4 separate regions of the Sus scrofa genome follow, and regions 1, 2 and 4 are each linked to region 3. The links are chromatin contacts, called in public Hi-C and HiChIP or PLAC-seq maps. All regions are on one chromosome and are shown on one strand. The core of a region is the stretch at or near the end of the contact, and the rest is flanking DNA. Distances in the headings are between cores, read along the strand shown.

Region 1 (2,700 bases), core at 72-2,571, 310 kb before region 3:
TTTTTCTCTCCAAAGATGAGTTGGCAATCAGCCAATTGGAGCTCCTGGCTCTACTTTTATCTCTAACTTGCTGTGTGACCTTGACCAGGCTACTTCCCCAGCCCGGGCCTCAGTCTGTGCCTTGGTCAAATACAAGGAGATGAACTCTTTAAGACCTCTTCCTATCCTGCCGCTAGAATTTCCCAAGGGGCTGCGGAGAGGAGATAAGGCAAAAGGATGGTGGTGCGTGCTGGGGACAGGAACTTTCCTCAAACACTTCGTCCCCAGCCTCCAGTCTGGGGCCGGATCACTTTGCAAACGTGTGCACGGCCAAAGTCCAGCCCTGAGGCACAGGGACCAAACCCAGCGGAAGAGATGCCTCCTTAAATTGCAGGGTGTATGTTTTGGAGGCGAAGGCGAAGGGGGAGGAGCTTCGTGGATGCCCCAGCGCTGTAGGCAGCTTCTCGGAGCCCGGCTGGCCTGGCCGGGCGGGGCTGCGAGTTGGGGAGGGGAAGACGGGGGCGTGCACTGGCAGAGGGGAGAGACTCGGAGGTGAGGGTGTGGAAGGAATCGGAAAAGGTCGAAGTCCAGCAGTTAGACTTCAGAGACTAAGAGACGGCTTTTTCCAAAGCTCCGCCTCCAACTTCAAAGGACTTGGCACCAAGAGTCCAGAGTCCTGAGTTCGAGACCCCGATCTGCGTCGAACACACTAGGCAAGCCGTTTCTTCATTTGGGCCTCAGTTTCCCTATATTTAGAATGAGGGGAGGATGAGAAAGGATGACATTCAGGATCCCTACGGTCTGATCCTAATTTCTAGCTCTGGCGAGCTTATCTGCCCCCAGCATCCTGGGGTGACAACTTTTATACTACTAGCCCTACAAGGTAGCGGGGGAAACTGAGGCACGGGTTGGGGATGGGAGCCCGGCAGTGCGGAGCTGCCTGGGCACCCCTGCCCCACTTTCGCCGTCGCCTCCAGCTTGAAGGTGACAGTGCTGAGGACAAGAGGGGACCCCACAGGGGTCCTGGGAGCCGCCCCCGGGCAGCCTCACCTTCCGCACGCGCTTCTTCCGGATGCTCTCTACGGCGAACACCTGCTCGCCGATGGCTGACAGCTCCATGTGGGGCGGCGGGCGAGCGGGCCCGGGGCCTGGCCGGGCCGGGCCGGGGGCGGAGCTGCGGGGCCGCGTCTGCGGCGCGCGATGCTCGGGCCAGCGGGGACCCCGTCACCCTCGCCCGGGCGCGCACGCGCACGCGCACGCGCGCACACCCCCTCGCGCTCCCTCACGCCGCCGACGTTCCATTTTTGAACCTGCGCAACGTTTTCCTCGGCGCGCGCGAGCGAGCGAGCGAGCGCGCGGGGCGGGGGCGGGGGCGGGGCGGGGGCTCGGCTCGCGCTGGGCAGGTCACGCCCCTCCCTCCCTCCCTCCTTCCTGGCTCCGCCCCGCCCCGCCCCCACTGGAGCTCCGCCCCGCCCGACCTGCGGGCTCCGCGCCGCTCGCTGGAGCTGCGGGCTCGCGGGACTTATTTGGTGCAGTCGCTGCTCGGCTCCGAGCTCTTACTACCCGGACGCATTTCCTAAAATCCTCCCGGTGACTCTGAGGGGCCGGAAACGGCATGGCCCGGGTTGGGCAGATGAGGACACCGGCAGAGCGGGGAGACCATGTGCCCCACCTCGCACAAACGACAGGCGGGGTCGCGAAACGGACCCTTGGGGGGCAGGAGGGCGGGGACGGCCAAGGTTTCCCAATGCGTTGGGGCTTCTCCGCACGGTGGTCTTTCTAGATACCGGCTCCTGAGCGGCGTGATTTGGCCAGTCCTGAGCGGGCGCCCGCTTGTCCATTCTTCTGTCGGTCAGCGGGTCTGCCGGTGCTTGTGCTGAGGCTTCGGGATCCCACGCGGCGGCTACTTCGAGGCAATACTTGGCGACGGGTGCAGCCGCGACAGATCTAAGGTGCACAGTGGGACGGAATTTGGTGCCACGCAGCCACGAGTCCCCAGTCACATGCTTTTGGCTTTTGGCACATAAGTAGGTGTTCGACTGTTTCTGGAATGAATGCATCGGGAGGTCCCGAACGAACCGTTTATCCTCACCTCCCCTCTGTTTCCGCTACGGCGCCACCGTTCATCCTAGCTCGGAACCCTAGTCATCCTTGCCTCTCTGATTCCCAACTCCTGCTGCAATGACCCCAAGTCCCGCCTCTCTGATCTCCTCCCCTCCACACCCCATGTCCGTTCTCTGGGCAACCTTCTCACTGCCCACCCCTCCGAGCCGCCCGTGTCCACACAGTGCCAGAGGGTGCTTTCTGAAGTGCAGATCTGACGGAGTGCTCCGAGTGCTTAGAAACCTTCCGTGGCCCCCCTGTTGCCCTCTGTCTGGAAAAAACGCCTCTGTCTGGAAACAAAGAAATAGGTTTACACTGACTTTTTATCAGGAGCAGCGGAAGCCAGTGGGAAGGTGGTAGAATGATATATTCAGAGCCCTGACAGAAAATAAGCATCATCGTCGAAATTCAGTGAAATTTTATTTCAAAATTTAAGCACCCAGTGAAAACATCTTTCTAGAACAAAGTGTAATCATAACATTCATAGATACGAAAACCAAGACCTTGCCACCAGGAGACCCTCCCTAAAGGAAATTCCAACGGAGGAACTTCAGGCAGGAGGAAGATGATCACAGACAAAAGTCTGCTGCAATAGGGAATAAAGAACAATAAGGAACA
Region 2 (2,700 bases), core at 199-2,698, 510 kb before region 3:
TGGGCGGGGGAGTTGAAAACCCTCAGCAGACAGGACCCGCCTCCACCCTAGCGAAGGGGCCTTTTTGTCTCCCCCGGAGGGTTCTGCTGTCACAAAACAGTTTACCACCGAGTCTGGGTTTCACAAGAGTGAAAAGGTCAAGGCTCCATCCTCCAAAAGAAAACAAAACAAGAAGTGAGCCTCTAGGAGCTCAATATTTTGCATAACAGAACGGACACCCCCTCCACACATGATCAGTTAAGAAACCCTCACATAAAACATCCCTCTTCACTTCTGAGCTGAACCACATCCTTTTCTCAGCGCCGCCTTTCCTTGGCCCCATCGCAAACTCATACCGCAGTATCCATCCAGTCTTCAGGCTTAACCTAGATCTTGGGCATCCTCCGCGGGACGTTTTCACACTCGTGGGACCTGTAAAACGCTCCAGGTGCTAACTCCCTTCTCCCTTCCTTCCCTACTGGCTGACCCTGCGGAGGTTTGTTTTTCGGGTTTTTTTTAACCAAGCGCGCGCCTGCCCTGCCTCTCTGCTCTAAGTCACACTCCCGCCCCCTTTTTGTTTGGTTTTTTTTTTTTTTTTTTTTTTTTTTTTTAAGAACTAAGCAAAATGGGCCTTCCTCCTATTCCCAGAGTTCTGACAGGCGGCGGCAGAAGCAGAGAACTGCTGGTCCCTGGAAACTGCCTGACTAGCAAGAAAACGCAGGCACTGCCCTGGGCCGGTTTGGGGCAGCCTCCTCCCGGGGAGGTGCCGCCCGGGGGAGTCCCGCCTGGAAGACGTCCGCCCTCCGGACTGACCAGTGGGGCGGCCAGTCTCGGGGGCGGGGGCCGGGCGGCGGAGATGAGTCAGAGCAGCCTTGGCACAGCGCTGGCCCTTCCCGACCGGCCCAGGGGCGTGCGCCGGGCGGGGCTGGAGCCTGGCCCAGCTTGGCCTGGAGAGGAAGAACCAGGCCTGGGCAGCTCGGCACTGGCCGGCGCGGTCCGATGATGACCCCGGGGTCAGGCCGGGCCCGGGCCGCGCGAGGAGGCGGCCGAGGCTGGCCTACCGCCCTCGCCCCGCGCGTCCGCCCGCCAGAGGCCCACGGCCGGCTGTTACCTGCTGCCGCCGCTGCTCGGTGCACAGCCGGGGGCGTCCGAGGCCCGCCGCGCCTCCCGGGCGCGCCCCCTTACTGCGTTGGGATCCGGGGAGCGGCGGTCGGCGCCCGAGCCCGGGGCGCGCGGTGAGGAGCCTCGGGGCGGGACGAGGTGAGCGAACGGACAATGCGGCCCGCGCAGAACCGCGCTGCGCGAGTGGGACCCGGCGGCGCGCGCGTGGCCGAGTGTGTATATGTGCGCCTGTCGGTCAACGCTGACAGTCCGCAGCTCATTGGCCAGGCCCCTCTCGCGTCACCGCCCATTGCCGACGCCCATTGGGCGGTTTGAACACAAAGGCCCCGGCTCGCCCCGCCCGTCGCGTGGGCCCCGCGGGCGGGGCGCGGCCAAACAGGAGTCCGCGCATGGGAGGCGCGGCCCGGGGGCAGCACCTGGCAGCTGGCGATATCCCGCCTGACCGCGCACTTGACTCCGGGTCTGGTGACTCCAAACACCTGAGCCCTCTCCTAACACCGCGTGGTGCGCCTCACCCCACCCAGCTTGCCTCAGGCCGACTTAACAGAGCCCGGGTGCCAGGACCTCAAAGGCATTAAGTGGTTGGGGGCACACCCTTGCTGAAAATGGCTCGAGAAAGGGGGGAGCAGGGGAGATTGACGACCCCTGGCCTAGGGCCCACCTGGAAGGGTAGCGCGTAGCGAGCCCTTAGGGGACCCGCAAACAATTGTTGGAGGCACGTGCGTAATTATTCTTAGATATTTCTACACGTTTTTTGCAGATCAGGAAACAGGTTTATAGGGTTTTTAAATGATTCGTTTAAAGGCACACAGTTGAAAGAGGCAAATTTGAGATTAGAGGATTCTCTCTATATCCAAGCCCATGGGTTTTGTTGGTTTTTTTGTTGTTTATTTTTTTTCCATTTTAGAGTTGATTTGGAAAATCCAGATTTGGGAGGAGGCTCTGCCACTTCTCATTCTGCCCTCAGAGACCCCCAAATTTCACACAGAAGCTTTTCTCCATATTAAGGAAGATTCTTGCCACAGTTGGTGCTGAGAAGGAAAGCTGGCTCCCTTTTCCTCTGCCTTAATCTGCAGGTAGAATAAGCACTTGACAGACCCTGACAGAATCAAGTGCTGCCCAACTCCAAGGGTCCTGTGCGTGGGCTCCCCACTGGCCCACTCTGCTGATGGCAGAAAGTGCCTGGCTAGGGAGGAGTCACTTCCTGGGCAAGCTCCTCTAAGGGACGCTGCGACAGTGCCATTATTTCACTTTTAAAGCACCAAGAGGAAGAGGCTAGAAATGACAAAATCACTGAGCTGTGACAGGAAGGCACTGGGGGTGGGGACTGAGGAAATGTGAAGCCCTTGTGCTAAACTGACTCCAGACAGAAACAACCCCCCCCACTCCGCCAGCCTCCATTGCCCCACCCGGAAAAGAGGGGCCTCCCCTGCACTTACAGCTAATTGTAGCCAACAGTGCTTGCTTCTGGGCTTAGATGTGGCTCTCCCCAAGGGCAAGAGCTGGCTCCCCAGGACCCTTCACAGGGCTTTCCTCATCGGAGTATCTGCTGAACGTGGCATGAGCGAAATAGTTCAAATCAGACTTAGAGTCAGCATC
Region 3 (2,700 bases), core at 122-2,621:
AAAAAATTGGGATCATCTAAACTGAGTCCAGCTGGCTAATTTGAAATATAATTTTTTCACCATAAACAAATGGTCAGGTCGTGTTCCTCCTTAGCTCCAAATCTTCTGGTGGCTCCAGCCTCAGCATAGTCTCCCCTCCCCTGCCCCGAAAAGGACCTGCAGTCCTGCGTCTTCCCCAGTTCTTGCTCACTCACTCTACTCCCCTGGCACTGGTCCCCTCTCTTCTGCTCCTAGGACAGCTGAGCCTAAGGGCCCACCTGAGGGCCAACACCTGGAATGCTCCTCCCTCAGGTCCTACTCCAGGTTCCCTTATCAGACAGGCCTTCTGGCAACACTCCACATAAAAAGGCAACTCCTTTCCCTTCATCCTCTCATCCAGTAAGTTTCTCAAGTTTCTCCCGGTTCTTATCACCTCCTCTGACATCAGCCTCCACCAGAATCTGAGGACTTGATGTATTCTCTGCAGTGCCAGTGGCAGTGCTTGCAAAACAAGGATTTATGCAAGAATGAATGGAAGGGTGGGCAATTGTCCTGCCAGATGCCTTTTAATCCACACAAAAGCTGGGAGGGGTTAGGAAACTTGCCAGAGGGCAGGCAGCTGTCCTTAAGTGGTGGAACTGGGACTGGAACTGGAGCTGTCTGGGCTTGATTCCAAAGCCTGCCTGTTCCCCTCCCCTCCTAGACTATCCTTCCTCAGCCGGACACTGAACTAGGCTCTGGGGGGAAGGGGGTTTAGGGATTCCGTAAGGACATGGCTCCTGCCCTTAAATCTGGTGAGACAGAAACTAAAAAAACAGTGCCTAGCAAATAACAGGCGCCAATAACACGTTTTGTTAACTTAAGGAGTGAAGCCCTAGGTGGTCAGCAGACATTTCCGTGGAGCCCAAAGGAGACATTAATGTTGGATGAGAAAGGGGGCGGGAAAAGACTTCAACAGGGGACAGTTGAGGTGGTCCTTGAAAGGTAGGTCTTTGCCAGGGGAGCGGGAACGGCATGGAGGGTTGAAAAGAAGGCAATCTGAGAAAATGGAAGAGCTGTGAAAGCCACGATAGGGAATACTGTTAGTGTTAAAAGTCCCCCAGGAGCCCTCATGGTTCCAGCTCGAGATGGGCAGACAGTGCTGGGGCCTGGCCAGACCCCCCGGACAGACCACGGTGCTGGCAGCAGGGTGGGTGACTACCCCGCCCAGCTGCCTCCCCCAGCTTTCCCTGGCTCTGTTCCGCGGGACGACGACGCCTGGGACCGCCGCGTAGGCGAGGCCCTCAGCAGGCCGGACCCTCTGTGTTGTCACGTACGGAGGCGGGACTCAAGCTTGTGGGCGGAGCCGAGCTAGGGGGCGTGGCCCGACGTGGCTCTGGCCCCGCCCCGAGAGAGGCCTAGGCGGGGGAAACCGGAAGTCCTCCCGCCTCCCCCTGCCTCCAGGCTCTCTTCGATCCCTCCCCTCAGCTCCGTGCGCAAGGTCGTGTCCCGGAAGTGAAGGGGCCATGTTGGCGGGTGACCCCAGGAGAGGTACCGGGCGAGAGGCGAGACTCGAGGAGTGGTAGCGCGCGCGCGGCCCGCAGGTAAGTGAGGGGAGGAGTGAGGGCCAGGGCTGGGGGCTCGCCGCCTTTCCTCTCAGGGCCGCGGCCGGTGCTCCCTATCCGGCCCTGGCTACCGACCTGGCCGCCGGGGGTCTGGCCCTAGCCTGCCGGGCTTTCCCCCTGAGGCCTCTCGTTGGCCCCGCCCCAGCCTCCGGAGCCCTCCCGGGGGGGCCTGAGCCGGCCTGCCCCAGCCTCGGGGTCTTCCCTCTTCGGCTCGGTGCGAAGGCGGGGTCGGGGAAGAAACTGGGGACCCGCCGGGGCCCAGCCGCCCACTCGCCGCTCGACCTTGTAGTAACAGCTCTGGCGTGACAGTCGCTTCCTACTTCATAAAGCACTTTTCCTGTTGATTTCTGGACTTATCTCCTGCTGCGGGAGACCCTTAAGGGGGGCTGAGGGGTGCTCTTCTGCAGTTGAGGAAAAAGGGACGGGGATGGCTGCTAGCACTAGGCCGGAGGCTGATGGCTAGCTGGTTTGGGGCCCAAAGTCCAGACGTTTTTACCAAATGTTTCCCCCACTCCTTCTCGTTTCTGTATTTCAGAAACAAGGGTCATCATCATTTTTTTCCACAGAAGGACGTTTTGAGGGTTCCCTCTTTAGTATGTGCCAGGCCCTGTGCTGGGAAAGTTTGTAGAACACCTAGAAGTGCTGTGCACTTGGTAAGCTCCTAGCCAATGGTAGTAGCTGTCATTACAGAGGCAGGCAGAATTGGGGACACGCGTGCACCCCCTCTTTACAGCTGTGTGCCTGTGGGCAAGTTACTTCCCTCTGGGAGCATCAGTTTTCTCTACTTAAAATGGGGATACCGATGACACTGGTGGTGTGTTAGAACGGGATGAGTTGTCACGTGGGACCTGCTTAGCCCTCGCATGATATCTAGTAAACAGTAAGTGTTAAAGCTTGACGTGAACCCGGACCAGTTTGTAAGTTCCTCAACTTACATGTGATAAGGGATGACAAAGCACTTTACAAATGATAACCCCCTGCTGTTGTGTAAGGACTGACTGTGACAGTTTATGTGTAGCTCCATTGAATACAGATGAGAGTAGGTAACCCTAATAATAGCTGTCCCTGATAGACTGCTTAGTAGATGCCAAATGCTGTTCTAACCACATTCACATAC
Region 4 (2,700 bases), core at 61-2,560, 420 kb before region 3:
GTACCTCTCCCGGTTTCCTGCCATGTGAGAGAGCACATTCACTCTCGCTGGGTTCTAATTCCTACCGGCTCAAGGCTGGGGGACATGAGGGCTCTCACGTGCAGAAGCGACCTCCTTGCCGCTCCCTCAGGTGGACAGTCCCCACCTGCCTCATCCACCTGCTTCCTGCGGGCCTCCCCAGACCCTGGTCTTGTCAGCGAGGAAGATTCCCCCCCCGCGCCCCCCATTCCCGGGCCCCTCTGCTGAAGCTGGAGCTGGCCAGGGCCTGCTGCCAGGGGCTTGTCGGGGGCTCATAACCACCCCCTGCCCAGCCGGGGCCCCTCTGGAAAGGCCCGCCCAAGCGGGCGGCCGCGGATCTGTCCCGCCCTTGCAGGCCCCGTGTTGCGCCCGGGCTAGGGGGCCCGTGAGGGGGCTGCTGGGGCTGGGCCAGGTTACCTTCAGGAGGAAAGTTTTGGGTTTGGGTCCCCTCTTCTTGGGCCCATACAGCTCACGCTCCCTCTCCCTGCGGCCGAGAAACGCCAGAGGTTAAAAAGAGCCCCCTCCCGGGCCCCACTCCGCGCTGCCCTCCCCGGCTCTCCCGCTTCCCCGCGCGGCGCCCCAGCCGAGTCTCGGCCCCGCCGCCCCTGCCAGCTTCCTAAACTCACTTCTGCTCGAAGGCTGCAATGAGCCGCGAGTCCAGGATGTTCTCCTCGGGCTCCCAAGTGCTGTACCTGCCGTGTTACACATGCACAAAATAAAAAGAAAACCAGAGAGGCTGAGGCACATGCCAGGGAGCAGATGAGCGCACCCCCCCGCCAAGGAAGGAAAAAAAAAAAAAAAAAGGCCCCAGTGTCCGTTGCCTTCCTTCCCCCTCGCCCCTGGATCCGGTGACACTCACTTGATGGCCCACCCCTTCCATTTCACCAGGTACTCGATGCGTCCCTGAAAAACAGAGAAGAAAAAAGGGGGGAGTGGGGTGGGGAGGATGCAGGGACGCGAGGAGGCGGCGGCGCGGGGGTGGGCGAGAGAGCCCGGGCTAGCGGGACCGCTTCGCCCCGTTGGCCCGCAAAACGGGACACCGGCTGCAGGGCTAGGTGTCCCACCCAGGGAGGCAGCTCACCTTTCGGATCCGCCGTTTGATGATGGATTCGGCCGCGAAGACCCGCTCGCCCACTGCAGACAGCTCCATCTTGCTCAGCGGCACCCACAGCCCATAATACTCCCTGCTCCCGCGGCCGGTGCTACACCGCTCGCGCACGCGCCGCAGCGCATAGGCCCGGCGGGCGGGCGCGCGGCGGGGCGCGCACTCGCGTTCCAGCTGCGGGCCGTCACGTGACCCTCCGGACTGGCGCGCCGTTGCCAGGACCTCCTCCTCCCCCGGGGCGGTTGCTAGGGAAAGTGAGCGCACGCGGGGCGGGGGCGCGCACTGGTTCTTAAAGGGGCCTTGCCTGGCTAGGGGAGCCGGGGCCCAGAGCCCCGGAGATGCTTGCCCTGTAAGAAGCCGGGTCCCGCGCAGTGCAGTCTTACAAACACTTTCTCATTCTCCTCTCCATCTTCCGGACCCTCTGTAGCTGACAATTTCTCCCTCCTTTAAACCCTCCCTTGCAAATCTCTCCTGGCTCGGAGGGGGAAGGGCGGTGGAATCTCTGCTGCTGCTGCTCATCCTCCCAGCAGAAGTTTGCAAACAGTTAAATATGATACAGCAGAAATGCATTTGCTGTTGCTTTGCCAGGCCCTGCGGGAATTTCTTTAAAACACTGCCCCCCAACCCCTTATCCATTATTTATGTATTCGTGGGAGTGTGGTTTTGTAACCAGTTCAGATGAATTAAAACAAAAACGCCACCGCAGGAAGCGGGGGAGGTGGTGAATTGAGGCCAAGGGAGGCCGGGGTGATCGTATACATCTGTTTTTCGGCCGGGGTCTTGGGCGCGGCACCTGCCTTCACCCAGGAGGTCCGGGTGAAGACGCAACGGTGAAGATGTGGCGGTGGGGAGGATGGGGGTGGGGAGCGAGGCCGTGGGAGGACAACGGGCTCCCCACATACCAGATTGGGCCCGAATCAGGTCATCCTTGGGTCATTCGGCAGAAGCCGCTCTCTCGGCCTCCTCCGTATGCTTTCTGATTCCCAGGCCCCCTGACCGCGTCACCCTCCTGCCGCCTGCAGTTCGTCTGCTGGTTCCGCCATTGCTCGCCGGAGACCAGAGCCCAGCTTCCTATTTGGGAGAGGGTGCCGGGAGACCTGGGTTGTCCTGGAATGGACGCAGAGTAGCCCTGCCACACATAACGCTCCGTTTCTTTTATTTTGAATTATTTCAACTTTATTTTATGGGGTCACACCAACAGTCCTGTTCTTTGTAAATTTCTTGAAAGTACAACAAAAAGCAGCTATCTATAATCTCCATCAAATCATTAACCTCTTCAAGAATCTTCTTCCAGCCTCCGTCGTGTGCCTATATAAACACACGTATATATGCACATATCTACATTGTGTGTATATCTATGGTATAGACATATTACTTAAATTCTTTCTCATTAGCACAGTGGGATCATAACAGTCACACTAGATGGAATCCACTTTTCTCCCTTAATGGCATGAAATGAACTCTTTCAGTGTCATTAAGTGCAGATTCACCATCATTTTAGTGGGGGGGGGGCAGTGACACTGAGGTGGAGAGGAATGCAGATGTGCTAAGGGTCAGGGCTGTCTCTCGCTCTCATT

The links. A called contact is a pair of places that touch in the nucleus more often than the background predicts. HiChIP or PLAC-seq counts read pairs in DNA pulled down with a chosen protein or histone mark.
Region 1: a contact with region 3 is called in an H3K27ac HiChIP or PLAC-seq map of alveolar macrophages, with 8 times the contacts expected there. The contact joins the promoter of CBX7 here to the promoter of MIEF1 in region 3. A contact is called at or near these places in 3 of 5 promoter capture datasets (fetal liver, liver and skeletal muscle), 21 of 47 Hi-C or Micro-C datasets (alveolar macrophages, blood, embryonic fibroblasts and 13 more) and 2 of 2 datasets of contacts at active chromatin or transcription factors (alveolar macrophages and skeletal muscle).
Region 2: an H3K27ac HiChIP or PLAC-seq map of alveolar macrophages shows a contact between it and region 3. The contact joins the promoter of SUN2 here to the promoter of MIEF1 in region 3. A contact is called at or near these places in 1 of 5 promoter capture datasets (liver) and 1 of 2 datasets of contacts at active chromatin or transcription factors (alveolar macrophages).
Region 4: a contact with region 3 is called in a Hi-C map of epiblast stem cells, with 4 times the contacts expected there. The contact joins the promoter of CBX6 here to the promoter of MIEF1 in region 3. A contact is called at or near these places in 3 of 5 promoter capture datasets (fetal liver, fetal skeletal muscle and liver), 1 of 47 Hi-C or Micro-C datasets (epiblast stem cells) and 2 of 2 datasets of contacts at active chromatin or transcription factors (alveolar macrophages and skeletal muscle).

The regions. Positions count from the first base shown.
Region 1 is chr5:9,068,933-9,071,632 of Sscrofa11.1, reverse strand. It overlaps CBX7 (chromobox protein homolog 7), which reads right to left and starts at 1,321. Exons shown (of 6, transcript XM_013997510.2): 1 at 1,030-1,321. The coding sequence starts at 1,098.
Region 2 is chr5:9,271,884-9,274,583 of Sscrofa11.1, reverse strand. SUN2 (SUN domain-containing protein 2) reads right to left here and starts at 1,448. Exons shown (of 18, transcript XM_013988192.2): 1 at 1,091-1,448.
Region 3 is chr5:8,760,758-8,763,457 of Sscrofa11.1, reverse strand. MIEF1 (mitochondrial dynamics protein MID51) reads left to right here and starts at 1,371. Exons shown (of 6, transcript XM_001929366.6): 1 at 1,371-1,562.
Region 4 is chr5:9,179,169-9,181,868 of Sscrofa11.1, reverse strand. It overlaps CBX6 (chromobox protein homolog 6), which reads right to left and starts at 1,310. Exons shown (of 5, transcript XM_021091475.1): 1 at 1,100-1,310; 2 at 878-921; 3 at 645-710; 4 at 436-502. The coding sequence starts at 1,168.